5 separate regions of the Mus musculus genome follow, and regions 2, 3, 4 and 5 are each linked to region 1. Evidence: chromatin contacts called from public Hi-C and promoter capture Hi-C data. All regions are on one chromosome and are shown on one strand. The core of a region is the stretch at or near the end of the contact, and the rest is flanking DNA. Distances in the headings are between cores, read along the strand shown. Region 1 holds the start of Snrpg (small nuclear ribonucleoprotein polypeptide G). Region 2 holds the start of Rpn1 (ribophorin I). Region 3 holds the start of Hmces (5-hydroxymethylcytosine (hmC) binding, ES cell specific). Region 4 holds the start of Cnbp (cellular nucleic acid binding protein). Region 5 holds the start of Aplf (aprataxin and PNKP like factor).

Region 1 (2,805 bases), core at 210-2,709:
ATATCAGTAAATGGGAAACACCAAGAGGAAGGCAGAGAGCATCATAACTTGAAAGCTGTTAATGTTGAAAAGATAACTTAGGATTAAAGGTACATGGGGGGGGGGGCTGAAAAGATGGCTCAGCAGTTAAGAAAACTCTTCCGAAGGTCCTGAGTTCAAATCCCAGCAACCACATGGTGGCTCACAACCATCCTAATGAGATCTGGCGCCCTCTTCTGGAGTGTCTGAAGACAGCTACAGTGTACTTACATATTATAACTAAATTGTAAAAGGTGCATACTGTAATTTCAGTACTGTAAGGCAAGCTGAGGATTTCCCTCCTGCTTTGAGGTCAGTCTTTGCTAAAGACTATCATTATTCATGTTCGTTTTCTAGTTTCAACTAGCACAGCAAGTGGTGGGGAGAGTGTATAGCTAAGCATTCTTGTGCTATTTTTTTGTTGATGACAAACTAATCATGAGGAGAACCTCAATTGAAGAGCTGCTTCCATCTAACAGGTCTCTGGACATGTCTGTGGGTCATTAATGACTACCATGAGAGAGCCCAGTGCACTGAGGGCAGTGCCACCACCCTGGGAGAGTGCACACCTTTATTCCCAGCCCTCAGGAGGCAGGGGCAAGCTCAATACCTCAGGACTTGTGTGGTACTCCTCAGCTTTTATGTATGGACTGTAGTGTGCTAAGTGGGTTCTGAAGGCAGCGTTAGAATTGCAGAATTGATGAATCAGAAATACCCCAGACACTGGATTCACGTCCTCAAGAGAATCCGCCTAGCCACCTTCCTGCTACTGATGCGGACAAGCTATTCTGTGCTTCAGGAGCCCTCGGCTTCGCCTGGATGTGCTTAGGAAATTAAGGGCAGCGTGGTGCAGATGCCGTTGATTCTAGCACGGGAAGCAACAGTTCAAAGCCAGCGTTGACTACACAGTGAACTCGAAGCCAGCATGAATTACGTCAAAAACAATGAGGAAGGGGCAGGGGAAATGACAAAAATGTAAAGAGAAAAAAAGTGTAGTAAGTGGGAAAAGGAAAGAAAAGAAGTGACACACAGGCTGGAGAGACGCTTCAGCAGTTAAAACCACTGGCTGTTCTCCCAGAGCTCTGGAGTTCAATTCCAGCACCCACATGGTGGCTCACAAGCATCTATAGTAGGATCTGAGGTCCTCCCCTGGCGCGCAGGTGTACATGTAGAGCACTCATACATAAAATATAAATGAAGGGGTCTGTTTTTAAAGTGACCTGCCACTTCAATTTTACACAAAGGAAGCTTAGCCGAACACAGCCTCTCCGTCGTGGCCTGTCACTGGCGACGCAACCGGAAGCGTGGCTCTGGTCCGCAGGTTCAGACATCCCCATCAATATCGCGAGATGAAAGGTAATGTTCTCCGAAGGCGATTGGCTCGCGCGGCGGTGACGTCAGACACCAGCGCCAAGCCTGCCTTGCGCGCGTTTCTGAGCCTGCTCACTCCTTCGCCGTTGTGCCGAGCCCGCAGAGGAGTCGCCATGAGCAAAGCCCACCCTCCCGAGCTGAAGAAGTGAGTAGAGTCGGCCCTATCGAGACTTCTGTCTCGCTCGGGCTGCCGCCGCTGGTCCCGACGGTCGCGGGAGCCGGAAGTGGCGCTAAGGTCCGGTCGGCATGGTTACTGCAGTGCCGGTGCCTCTGTCTTCCCAAAGCTGGGGCTCTCCTAGGCGGGCAGCCAAAGGCAACCTGGTTGGGGACCAGGGCAGCGGTCGAGGTGCATGGTTGTGAGGAACCGGAGACTCGTGGGCTTAAAATGATCGATTGGAGTCGGACGTGATTGGCTGTGATCTATGGGGCCAATATTCAGGAAGCTTAGGCAGGAGAATTACCGCGAGTTCCAGACCAGCCTAGGCTTAAAAAAAAAAAAGACACTGTGTCTCAAAAAGTTTAAGGTGAGGTAGCGTTTTGTGTTTCAATAAATGTGCGCGTTCATTTGCGTTCATCAAGAGAGCTAGGTTTAGTTTTGGGGTTTTTTTTTCCCCTTTTTGGTGCTCAGAGACATGTTTAGTTATATGTTTGTGCACGTGGGTGCAGCTCCTGCGGAGGCCAAAGCGGGCATTGGATCTGCAGAAACAGAACTTGTAGGAGGTTGTGAGCCCTCTGGCGTGGTTAATAATAGCTGGACTCGTGTCCTCTGGACAAGCAATAAGCGCTGGGCCATCTGCAGCCCCAAGAACTAGGTTTCTGATACACTGTCCTTGTATTCAAGTTACATTTAAACGTTGTGTAATATCTTGCTCTGGCAATAAATCCATGGAAGGACATCCATTTTCTACTTGTAAAGAGCTAATTTCTGAAGAATTTTATTCTGTACCCAGTAAAATCAGACAGACCCTTTGGTCTCAGACACTTCTGACTGGCCTGAACCTGTCGCATATGCACATAGTCATTGGGTTGCTCAATACAAGATTAATACTGGGTCTTTTCTGGTGTAGCCAGAAAATAATCTGTCTTGTGTATAGCCTGTTTGCTACTGTAAAGTTCTGTCAAGACCCCAATGCAGGGGAAAGATAACAACATTTGCTGATTTTTGTATTTGAGTGCACATTTTAATCAAAGCCCTCTGTGTGAAACCCCTGCAGTTTTGTTTGAATCTGAATCTGTTAAACCGGGCCTAGAGAGTTGGCTCAGAGGTTGAGAGCACTGACTTCTCTTCCTAGAGGTCCTGAGTTCAATTCCCAGCAACCACATGGTGACTCACAACCATCTGTAATAGGATCTGGTACCCTATTCTGGCTTGCAGGCCTATAGGCAGAACACAACATAATAAAGATGTATTAAGCC
Region 2 (2,805 bases), core at 120-2,619, 1.7 Mb after region 1:
ATTCAAGTCCTTTGAGAGAGCAGCAAATCCTCCTAACCACTAAGCTGTCTCTGCATACATAATGTATGTACTCGCGTGCAAACAGTAAGTAGTTTTGTTTTCTGGGCCATATAGTCTGGTTTGCAACTACACTACTGTTACTGTTGTACTGTGAAAGCAATCATAAGCTACGGACAAATGAACGTAGCTATGTTCCAATAAAACTTTATAGACACAGATAGATTGTTGGCCTGCAGGTGCTAATTTCCTGACTTCTGCTTTGTAGGGAGGAGCATGGCCAGCCCTCCATTCTCTCTTCTCATTGGCTGGTATCAATGTTTGAATATTTCCATCTCCTCCCAAAATTTACCTTCGAATTACATCCTTCAAGCAACAACATTGGGACGCATTCTCATTTGGGGAGTGGAGACTGTACACAACCATTGTGCAGGGGGCTTGGAGATTTTATAGGGTTGAAAAAAGGGAACTTTAGGGGAGCAAAGTTTTATCTGTAGATTTTTTCATATATATATATATACATATATACATACATATATATATGTATATATGTATATATATATATATATATATATATATATATATATATGGTTTCAAGGCCCAAAAAATGCCATTGGATGTTTTCGTCACTAAGCTGGCTTTCTTGTCAGGTGTATCAGTACACTGACTACAGTTTCTCTGCTCACTTGAAGTTCATTGTTTTTGGTCATTAATTCTTCAGTGTGACTTTGGGAGATGATAGCACTAGAGGAATCCATCTGCAAGATGCCTTTGTAAAAGGGCTTGCCTCAGAGAGACCCTTTCCTGCCTTTCTGTCATATGACGATATGCAATGCCTTCCTTAGAAGGCATGCAATGTCAAAGTGCCACCTTGGTAGTAAATAGCAGCCCTCACCAGACAGCTAGTCCTGCCAGTGACTTCGCCTTGGACTCCTACAACTGTGATAAATGTCAACAGGTATCTGAGGTTAATATCATCAACCTTGGTTAGTTGCTTAAGGTTTCTGCCATCACTCACATTAATGGTTGAACTAAATATTAGAGGAGAGACTTGAGTTTCTGGAAATTTCCCATTTTCCTTTAAACTTTTGCCCACTTAGCATTCGTATCACTATAGAGAAGGCAAAGTTAGTTCCTTAGACTAAGCTATAGTATACTGTTTTTGAGCTGAGAGGCCAGAGTTATTTTGCATAAGCATGAAGGAAACAGACAGGATATAAGGAAATCAGGGGTGAATACGGCTATTAAGCGCCCCAAGAAGTACGCCTGCACTTTAAGATTTTCAATCAGGCGCCCCACGATCGCCCGGTTGCCCTGGAGACGGGGTCCTTTCTGACCGGGCCCAGCCATCTTGTGGTGCTGTTGGCCAATCAGCGGTTGCGCCGTGGCGGGGGGGCGGGGCGCGTGTCGGTGGCGCTCAGCTCGCGGTCATGGAGTCGCCGGTCGCCTTGCTGTTGCTGCTGCTGCTATGTCTCGGGGCCTTGGCCCCGACGCCCGGCAGCGCCTCCTCGGAGGCTCCGCCGCTGGTCAACGAGGACGTGAAGCGCACGGTGGACCTGAGCAGCCACCTAGCCAAGGTGACGGCTGAGGTGGTCCTGGTACACCCGGGCGGCGGCTCCACATCACGAGCCAGCTCTTTCGTTCTGGCCCTGGAGCCAGAACTGGAGTCGCGGCTTGCGCACCTAGGCGTGCAGGTGAGCGGAGGGAGGAGCCGGCGAACCTCACGCGGGATGCCTGAGGCGATCGGGGATCCCTGGGGAGGGGCGGGGAGGTTGAGGGCGTTAGGGATCCTCCAGGTGTCTGGTTGTCTGAAAGGCAGGTGTTGGAGGGGGACAGCGGAGAGGTTGGGGTCCGCCGTCTCTCTTGTCCGCGTGTCCTCTCGGACACGTCAGCACAAGCTTCCGAGCGTGGGGCACCGCCCACGTGGCTGCTCTGGAGCCCAAGGCGACCCCTTGGTCCCCTGGCGACCTCCTTCCGCACCCCAAGAGGATCTTGGCTGTGGCCGGGTGCGGTACTTCGGGTACCCAGCTTCTTTTCTGTCCCCTGGACTTGCTCGTCTAGTGGAGGACTATCAGTGAGTTAAGACAATTTATTTCCTGAATGCAATTGACTGGTGTAGTCTGTTCTCTCCAGACAGCAGCGTTCAGAAATACAGCAGGTTTCTGGTATTAAAGTTTGTCATTCCTCGCACCCGGTTAATGTAACACTCCTCTGAAAGCTGCTGCTTAACGCTTTCTTAATGTTCAGACTAATTGAAGAGTCAGCCCCTTATGCTGTACAGAAAGGTGAAGCCCAGGTCTGTTCCTCCCCACCGTCTCTCATTGGAACACTTCAGCATTTAGCCTTCTGTACTTTTCATTGAATACACTTTTATACCTTTCAAGGAAAGAAATCGCTGGCTTTGGGAATAGAGGGAATATCCACACAGGTTAATTTTTATTACTGTTCTCATTAACTATATTCATTAAGTGATTACCCAATTTACTAGGAGACTAAGCACACCACATTCTTTTTAACTGTATGGAGCTATAAAGCTGGACTTATAATAGTCACTGAAGTGACTCCTGTCCCCTTTACATTGAAGCCTTGTTCATGCTCAGCATGGCTTTCCTCAAATATTTCTGGAAAGACATTCATGACTTCATTGGATGCTCAGTCCTGTTTTGTGAAAATCAGTCATGACTTAATGAAGTCATAGTATAATCAGATCACAGCAGAGGCTTACCACCCTGCTGCTGTCCTGGTGGGAATTGCATACAAGTTGGGTCCCTCTACATGGCTCAGAGCATCCAAGTTCAATTCCACAGC
Region 3 (2,805 bases), core at 179-2,678, 1.5 Mb after region 1:
ACCGTCTCATCCCTATGATAAGTCAGCATGTATTTCTTGAATAACTGCTGCTTCTGCAGGCTCGTGCTCAGGGCCTCCACTTCTCCCTGAGGCCTCCCTTCACCAAATGGAGCGTGTGCATAGCCCCTCGGGACTGTCAGTGCCAAGCTTAGGGTGGGGTTAAAGGCTAGCCGAATGACAACAGCTAGCAGGTCTGGTAAGCCACTCATCTACAGGCATCTGTAGATGGATGGGTGTCCAAAGGTCCTTAGAGGGTGTCATGATCTGCTCTGGGTCTATGAGTGGGAAAAACAGTATCTGCATTCCTTTTGGGCTGGAGTAAGAAATCCTAGGGGATGCTTCAGGGCTTGGGCTTTAAACTCAAATCAGGTGGTTTAAACTGTTGGAAACACTTGAAGAACTGGACCTCCTGTGAGGCTACTCAGATGGCTCAGCAGGTAAAGGTACCTATCAGGACGGACTACCCACTTGGTAGAAGGAGAGGACCATTTTGCAATAGTTGCCGCCTAACCTCATGCACACCTGTATACTGTATGCACATGCACATGTACACATTAGAACAGAGGCCTGCACCTTTAAGCCGAATCCCATAACATGAAGACATCAGGCTACACTTGAGCATCGTTAAGCTGTTTTAGCTATGGCCTATTTCATGACTGGTCCTGGCTCCACCATGTACTTGGTCAGGCATGCAGTGGTGAACTAAGTAACGTGGTGTGAAACTTCCTAACAGGTTATAAAGAGATTTCTCATTTGGGGGGTTTTCTCAAGTAGGTGACCTGAAGGCTGCTCCCTAAAGACATCCCTCTGTCCCCCACCTTCCATCCCTCTCCTGGGGACTGAGCAGTTGCTCTTGCCTGGCCTCTCTGCCTCATTCCATCCCTTTATGAAGGCCTCTCCAGGCTTTAAAGGAAAGCCTGACCTTCAAGGCCACATCCTGCTTAGCCCTTCCTGACTGTATTCTTCCTGCCTAATACCCTCCCCTTCTACTCCCAGGCCTGGTCATAGCCTGGAAGCCATTCCATTCAAATAAACTTCATTAAAGAAATTGGTGTCAGCCTCCTTTTGTGAAGATTACAGCTTACTCTAGTTTTATTTAAAGGCTTGCACACACCCCACACACAAATGTTAAAAAGGAAACCAGGTGGGGCTTCCTGACCCTTAGGGGTTTGTGGGAATAGCTAGAGAGTCTCAATTCGGATGGCCTTACACATTGAGGGTGGGCAGCACAGGTTTTCTGGCTTCAGATTCCGGCCTGGGAAGGGGGACCCTGAGGCCTCCTGGGGTGCCTGTCTCAGGTCAGTGCATTTTGTCTTGCTTCACCTAGCCACACCCCCACCTGTGGGGAGGGAACCCCGACGGCGCGACGTCACGTCGGGGGCGGGGCGGGGTTACCGAGGAGCGGGACGGGCGTCTCTTAGGCGGACGCTAGCTGCGAGGAAGGGTGGACTAGACCCTCGGGCGGTGAGAGGACGCGGGCGCGTGGGGAGGGCCTCGTTGAGGGGATGAGGACGGACGGGCGGGCGGGAGGAGGGCCGCGCTGAGGAGAAGCTAGCGGGCGGAAGAGAGGACCCGGCGGAGGGGACGCCGGCGGGCGGGCAGGCGAGGACCGCCCACGTTCCGAGCTGGAGCCTTGGCGCCGACAAGGCCCCGCCCGGGACCTGAGCGTGTCCCCGCGGGGCGGTAGTGCGGTGGCCGCGGCCCGCGAGTGTCGCTGGCGTCAAAGCCGAGCGCTCTCACCTTTCCCTGCTGCGTCCGTGGGAAACAACCTGGGAGGAGCGGCTTTCTTTCTCGCCCGCCACCCGAGGGCCTGCTTGGGGACTGTGGGCCCCGCAGTGGCCGGGACTGGCTGACCTAACGGAGCCTCCGCGGAAGATGTGGCTTCGCGGGGAGATTGGCGTGACCTAGGGAGGAGAACCTTAGGGTTTTGTGACTTTCTCTAGGTCTGAGCGGCAGCGCTGAAGTATGTGCGGGCGAACGTCCTGTCACTTGCCCAGAGAGGTTCTCACCAGGGCCTGCGCCTATCAGGATCGGCAGGGCCGGCGGCGGCTCCCGCAGTGGAGGGACCCCGACAAGTACTGCCCCTCCTACAACAAGAGCCCGCAGTCCAGCAGCCCCGTGCTGCTCTCCAGACTGCACTTTGAGAAGGTAAGGAGTGTGTCAGCACCATCGGAGCTTCTGGGCCAGCATCGCCGTGGCCATCTGACTCGTGACCCATGTGCCGCCATCTGCCCAGCCTCCGGAATGACCCGAAAAGCAGCCTTTACAGATACATTAAGGCCCTAATCCCTCTGGGTCTCTGCAAGAAATAAGTCAGCATTCTTCAGGGTCAGTTAAACTGTTTGAATGTATGCCCAAATTATGTGAACCTCATATCTGAATACATTTAAGAATTCTTTTGAGACAGAGTCTTAACTATGAATGTAGCCCTGGCGGTCCTGGAACTCCCTATAGAGGCCCAGCTGACCTCAGATTTTCAGCAAATCTGCCTGTCTCCAGAATCCTGTATTACAGGTGTGTACACTCTGACACGCTTGACTCTCTCTCTCTCTCTCTCTCTTTTTTTTTTTAAGATCGCATTTTTCAAGTATTACTGATTTATCAGCGTCATCTGTCCTTATATTAAAAACAAAAAAGCAAAAACCCAAGTGTGGTGTCACACACCTTTCATCCCAGCACTTAGGAGGCCGGAGGAAGGCAGATCTCTGAGTTGGAGGCTAGTCAAGGCTGCATAGTAAAACTGTGTCTCAAAAAACTGATTTGTGGAGCTTACAGAGCTTGCAGCCTGGCTCAGTGGGTGAGAAC
Region 4 (2,805 bases), core at 132-2,631, 1.5 Mb after region 1:
GGTAATTTTTATCACATAAAACTACATCTGGGGGTAAATTGGGGATATAACTTAATTCCCTTTTACTTTAATGCAGTCAGATTGAGTGTCGTGGTTTCTTGTCTATTTTGTGTCTTCAAGAATATTGCAAAAACCTAACCAGCCGATTGCTGTGCAATGTCTCCTTTTCCAAGACCCCCACCCCCACCCCAGATGTAGTCACTTCCTCTGAAAGTGCCTGGTGGCCGAGGCCATGTGCTTGACATGTGGCAACAGGCAAAAGGCTTCACCTATAAAATCAACACCTAAACCCAAGTGAGAACGATTAAACCGTCCTAAAACAGGTTTTCACGGTAATGAAAAATCTAGATTGATCTTTGCCAACTCTACTTCCGAGGCTTTCTTGTAATTTATATCCATTTAATCCGAGAAATATTGGCAAGGACTTCTGCCACCCTGATGGCCTTAAAGGCCTGACAACCTACGGGTCCTATCCACCCGGTTCCCGCTCCATTAAAAAAAAAAAGGGGGGGGGGGGGTGAGGGACCTAAGACTTGACTCTCATCGATCCAGGGAAAGGTGGTTTCTTTTGACTAACGATGTCGAATAAGCTGCTTAAGAATACGAACTACAAGAAATCAGGAGTTTGAATAAAGGTCGCCAGTACAGAGAACCGAATCCAGACTCCCAAGCCTTACAGCGGCGTGCGCGGGCTTCGTCACAGGCCAGGTCCTGAGGCCCCGCAGCCGCTGGCACATGGCCCGCCAGGCCTCCACCGGGCGCTCGGCCTGGGGACCTCCACCTCGACCAGGCTCTCGCCCCCGCCACACCGCCCCGTTCCAGGAGTTCCCGCCACACTGGCCCTCGGCGCTAGGCCCGCGCGCGACTCTCCTCGCCTCGGCCCCAAGGGCGCCGGGCCTCGTCGCCACACGGATGAGGCCTGCGTGGCCCTCGGGGCCAAGAGAGGGCCCCACGCTCCAGCCCTAGTGCCAGCGCCGCAGGACGGACAGGACGCCCGCCACAGTACGGCGGGCCAGAAACTGGAGCCGAGACGCCGCTCGGGCCGAGCCCCGCGCCTGACGCAGCAGGGCGCAGGCCGAGGTGCGGCCGCCATCGCGCCTCGCAGTTCCGGCCCTCCGTCCGTCTCGGCCGCACCAACCCCGCCACCTCCGTTGCGCAGGCTACACCCTCGCCTCTCACCTTCGGCGTCTGAGCTGCCCACAGCGGAGGAGACTCGGACGAAGAACCAAGAAGGCGACTCGCAAAGCAGCGGCTGTTTATTTTCAGGGTCCTTGCCTGCGCCACACGCGGGTCTGCACACGGCCCCACACACGCCGCTGCGCACGGCTCTCCTCCGCCTCGCCCACGGATCCAATCAGCGCAGGAAGCCAGGCCAGCCAATCAGAATCGCCCGCTGGGAGCGCGGCCTCGCGCGAGGGCGGCAGGGGCGGGGCGGACTGCTCCACGCCCAGCCTCTTCCGGCCCGCAGCGCTCGCGGCCTTCCCGCCCGTACCTGGGTTCCGTGTCTACGATGAGTGGTTCGCTGCTTTCCTACTAGCAGTTCGTCCCTCGAACCTTTGCTGGTTCTCTCCAGCCTACGGGGCTGATCCGGGCAGTGGTCGCAGCTTGCGGGAGCCAATCTCCCCCTGCCCGGCCTCCCCTAAGCCTGGTGGGGCTCAGAAGCAGACCAGGTTCCAATACACACACACTTAGGTTTGGGGGAAGGTCTTAGTGGCCTGATCATAGAAGCGGCTGTGGCTACCGTTACGGTCCATGAGATGCGTTTGGGTTTTGTGTTTCCTGGGTATAAACCGACAGCGCGCTGCTAGTGCCCCTGGCTTGCAATAGCCCCAAATGAAAATGCCTAATGAGGTTGAAGATGGTGACAGGTGATTTGTGTCACAACACTTCTTGTGACCCATAATGAATGACATCCCTAGGATTTGTGGATGAGAGGAGGCCAAGAAAGTTATTGCCTGGGCTGCCCCATTCAGGAGTGACCGTCGTTTGCATTTCATGGTGTCTCCAAAATAGATTGTGTGTGTAGTCATAGGTCCTCAAAGCAGAAGATAAATTTTTCCTGTAAGTCCTGGGTTTGATTCCCTAGCGTTACCACACACCCTGAAGACAATTTCTATATAAACTAAAGCATTCTAGAACTCTGTCCCGTTTTAATGATTTTTTTAATACAAACATGAAGAATCTGGAAATCTCAAGTCTCTTGAGTTCTAAAAAGTACTAAAATTTGTCTAGATTTTAGTTTCCGCTAGCGACTTACTCTTTAAACTTACACATGGGCCTGCAGAAATGACTTAGAAGTTGAGAGCAGCCAGGCGTGGTGGTGCATACCTTTAGTCGCTTGCACTTGAGAAGTAGAGGCAGTAGGATCTCTTGTCAGTCCAAGTTCATCTAATCTACATAACAAGTCCCAGGTCAGCCATAGCTACATAGTAAGACCTTTGGGCTGTAGATATGGTTTAGAAGAGCATTTGTCTCGCACAAGACTCTAGATTCCATTTCAACAGAAGAACAAAATGTTCAACCATAGTCAGACCCAGTCTCAAAATAAGCAAAAAAAAACAAAAACAAAAAACAAAAAAAAAAAAAAAACACCAGCAACAACACATGCTGCTATTGAAGAGAACCAGAATTCAGTTCCCAACACCTATATCCTACTAACAACTACATATAACTCCAGGTCCAGAGGATCTAATGTCCTCTAACTTAGGAGGTGCACATAAATATACCCAGCCACATACACATAAATCTTTGTTGTTGTTCTCGTTGTTTGAGGCAGGGTCTCTACATGGCCCTGGCCATCCTGCA
Region 5 (2,805 bases), core at 218-2,717, 1.3 Mb after region 1:
AATCTATGTTGGAGCACAAAACTCTTATGATAATGGGGAAAAACAAAGAGAAAAGAAACCAAGAAACAGGGCAGTAAGAACACAGAAAATACCACTCAGGTGGAAAATAATGGCAGAGATTTTTAAAAACAATTTTTTGTGAATTTTTAAAATTTTATTTTTTACTATATATGTATACCTGTATGTTAGGATATGCATGTGTGTACATTGCCCAGAGAGGCAGAATTACAAGCATTTGTGAATTGCCTGACATAAGTGCTGGGAAGCCAGTCCTCTGTAATAAATTCCAGGCTCTTAATGGCTAGCCCATCTCTCCCTTGTGATATTTCAACTCGACCGCCAGGTTCTCTAGAGTGGCCTTTGTAAATGATAGGTCTTGTGGCAATGCTAAATGGTTTAATACCACCAAATATAATTTCATAGTGCAAACTGCAAACGGTTTGGTTCCTACTCCTCCCAAAGAGGGTAAAGAATATATAGCATAGTGGCCATTTGTACATGTATCACCTTTAAATGACCAGTTTATACTCCAACTTTCTCATTTGAACAAGGCTAATAAAAAGCACCTAACTCAAAAAGTTTTGGAAGTAGTAAATTAAAGTCATCTCTTTAGAACAATGACTGGTTCACTACCCAGACAACTTAAAGACAGCTACTGATACTACCAAAAGGGATACTGCTATTATTGGTAAGGCCCACCAGCCCAGCAGAGAAGGCAAGGAGATAAAAGAAGTTAGCTTAAGGGAGGTGATTAACCTTCCCTGTTATGGCTCATACAGTACCGTAAATATTGTAAGCTTTGTAGGTCAACATGCAACACATTAACCTTTAGAGTACTATACGTCTTTAAATACTAGCAGCGGTTTTGTTTAGTTGGTCTGTTTACATTTTACATCTTACAACCCGAACTTAGCTCAACTTGGATTTGGCCCTCGTTTGCCAGCTGGATAGGCTAATGATGTTAACTCGGTCCATACTCGAACCATACAGGCACCAAAAAGAAATGTCTGGGACTTGACTAACGTTGTTTGAAAACCTACTGCCCCAAACCTATAAAATCTTGACAAGCAGAGCCAAGACGCGGAGTTCCCAAGCTCAGGAGACAAGAGACAGCCTCGGCTGAGCAAGCTCTGGCTGCCCACGCCCACACTACCTCCCACACTTACTCCCAGCAGCGGCCCGCGGCCTATCACAGTCTGCCCCGGCCCCACGGGCACGCGGGGACCGCCGTCCAGAGGCTGCAGAAAGAAGTCCGAAGGCATGGCGGTAAGAGAAGGTTCCTTCGCCAGGAGATACCTCGTAGCCACCTCCCTCAGGCACGCTGGGCATGGCCCGAAGGGGTGTGAAACCCGAGGCTCCTTTCCTGGTGAGTGTGCTTCTTCCCTTTCCGGAATCCCCACTCCTTGAGAGCCTGTGATTCGTGCAGGGAATACCTGTCAACAGACCGCCAAACTACAGCTTAAAAACTGGAACGCACACCCACAATCTTCCAGCACTTCCTCTCACAGGACTCATGGAACGCTGGGTCTTGTAGTTCCTGACACCTCCCTTCGGCTCCTTTCCGGAGTACAGACTGCATGGAAAAACTACCAATCCCAGAAGGCAATACGCGCATCTCTGCGCCTAGGTTGATTCGTGCTTGGGCAGGGGTGGGGCTAGAGTAGTGCTGACGTCAAGGCCTTAGGAGAGGGTTGGCCTGAGTTTTTAAATGAACCACAGTGCTGGCCCGTGGCCCTGTGACTTCAACAGGGGGATGTTCTTTTCCCAATGGAGTATGATGTGTGTATCTGCTTCTTCCCCTTCTCTTCCATAAGGAGACAGCTTCGGCTAGAATAAGGCCTCCGTGGCAGGACTGTCTTCCCTACTCCAAGAAGTATGTCTGGACTTAGATTTTTAGGGTTCAGCCTCAAGAGGGTCATTAACTTTCCTGTGCAGGCGCCCCATACTCATTTGGGGATGGATCTGCAGCCAGTGGAGCTTCTATTTTCAAAGGCCTGGCTCAGACACTTGGCCCACGGGGCCGGAGAATCTTCCTTCTCTATAAAAGAGGCATATTCTCTGGCTGGGATCTGTAGCAGGCCTGTCTTTCTCTTTGGTGGAGGCCTGGACTGGGGGAAGCAAACCTAGGGTCCGAGGGTGGGGGGCAAACCTACAGGGACGGGATGGAGGGGAAAGGTGGTCTTTTCTATGGAGAAGCCAGTTGCTAAGCTCAGGGCTCCCAGCTAGAGGGAACTTTCTCTTTGGAGGAAGCCTGGCCCAGAGTTTGGCACTGCTCTCTTAAGATCTTTTCCTTTCTTGTGGCTGAGGACAGCCTCAGCTAGGCCTGTGTCTGGAGGGCTTTCTCTTCCATATTAAAGCCTGTACTACAGGACTCTGCAGAAGGTCATGGAGTTGGAGTCTTATCCCCTAATGCCTCCAGGAGGCACAAGGTCTTCTCTTCCCCAAGAGGCCACCTTGTCACAAGCCTAGGGGAAATGGAGTTATTCTAAAGAGTCACTGTGACCCTCATTTTGGCTCTCAGAACAGTGGGCCTTAAGAGACTGGAATTTTCCTTAGTAATCTCATGCTGGATTAAAAAGTCAAAAGGCAGACCCATCAAGACGAGAGACTTTCCCCCGGAGAGATTTCACAGTCCCGTCAATTTGTCAGAATGCCTTGCTGAAGCACTAGAACCTCAGCAGTAATGGGCAGGGCCACACCTTGCAACTGGAGATGGCTCAGATATTCAAATGCTGGCCCCCTACTTAAACCTTAGCCTTACTTTAGGAGGCTGAAGATGAACTTGGGGACCTTGGAGCTCTTTGT

The links. Promoter capture Hi-C pulls out the DNA fragments that hold promoters and counts their contacts. A called contact is a pair of places that touch in the nucleus more often than the background predicts. Capture Hi-C pulls out chosen DNA fragments and counts their contacts.
Region 2: a contact with region 1 is called in a promoter capture Hi-C map of pre-B cells, with 5 times the contacts expected there. The contact joins the promoter of Rpn1 here to the promoter of Snrpg in region 1. A contact is called at or near these places in 1 of 39 promoter capture datasets (pre-B cells) and 1 of 484 Hi-C or Micro-C datasets (CD4 T cells).
Region 3: a contact with region 1 is called in a promoter capture Hi-C map of liver, with 4 times the contacts expected there. The contact joins the promoter of Hmces here to the promoter of Snrpg in region 1. A contact is called at or near these places in 1 of 39 promoter capture datasets (pre-B cells) and 1 of 9 other capture datasets (liver).
Region 4: a contact with region 1 is called in a promoter capture Hi-C map of pre-B cells, with 3 times the contacts expected there. The contact joins the promoter of Cnbp here to the promoter of Snrpg in region 1. A contact is called at or near these places in 6 of 39 promoter capture datasets (the C10 cell line, cranial neural crest, embryonic stem cells and 3 more), 2 of 484 Hi-C or Micro-C datasets (B cells and CD4 T cells), 1 of 115 datasets of contacts at active chromatin or transcription factors (microglia) and 1 of 9 other capture datasets (liver).
Region 5: a Hi-C map of B cells shows a contact between it and region 1, with 6 read pairs. The contact joins the promoter of Aplf here to the promoter of Snrpg in region 1. A contact is called at or near these places in 2 of 39 promoter capture datasets (liver and pre-B cells) and 1 of 484 Hi-C or Micro-C datasets (B cells).

The regions. Positions count from the first base shown.
Region 1 is chr6:86,370,081-86,372,885 of GRCm38.p6, forward strand. Snrpg (small nuclear ribonucleoprotein polypeptide G) reads left to right here and starts at 1,460. Exons shown (of 4, transcript NM_026506.2): 1 at 1,460-1,534. The coding sequence starts at 1,503.
Region 2 is chr6:88,083,104-88,085,908 of GRCm38.p6, forward strand. Rpn1 (ribophorin I) reads left to right here and starts at 1,370. Exons shown (of 10, transcript NM_133933.4): 1 at 1,370-1,691. The coding sequence starts at 1,428.
Region 3 is chr6:87,912,548-87,915,352 of GRCm38.p6, forward strand. It overlaps Hmces (5-hydroxymethylcytosine (hmC) binding, ES cell specific), which reads left to right and starts at 1,429. Exons shown (of 7, transcript NM_173737.2): 1 at 1,429-1,464; 2 at 1,944-2,148. The coding sequence starts at 1,966. Copg1 (coatomer protein complex, subunit gamma 1) reads left to right here. Exons shown (of 24, transcript NM_017477.2): 24 at 1-1,048.
Region 4 is chr6:87,849,725-87,852,529 of GRCm38.p6, forward strand. Cnbp (cellular nucleic acid binding protein) reads right to left here and starts at 1,382. Exons shown (of 5, transcript NM_001347325.1): 1 at 1,180-1,382. Gm44064 (WAS/WASL-interacting protein family member 2) reads left to right here. Exons shown (of 2, transcript XM_030255689.1): 2 at 636-2,589. The coding sequence ends at 1,514.
Region 5 is chr6:87,670,694-87,673,498 of GRCm38.p6, forward strand. It overlaps Aplf (aprataxin and PNKP like factor), which reads right to left and starts at 1,468. Exons shown (of 10, transcript NM_001372332.1): 1 at 1,167-1,468. The coding sequence starts at 1,262. It also overlaps E230015B07Rik.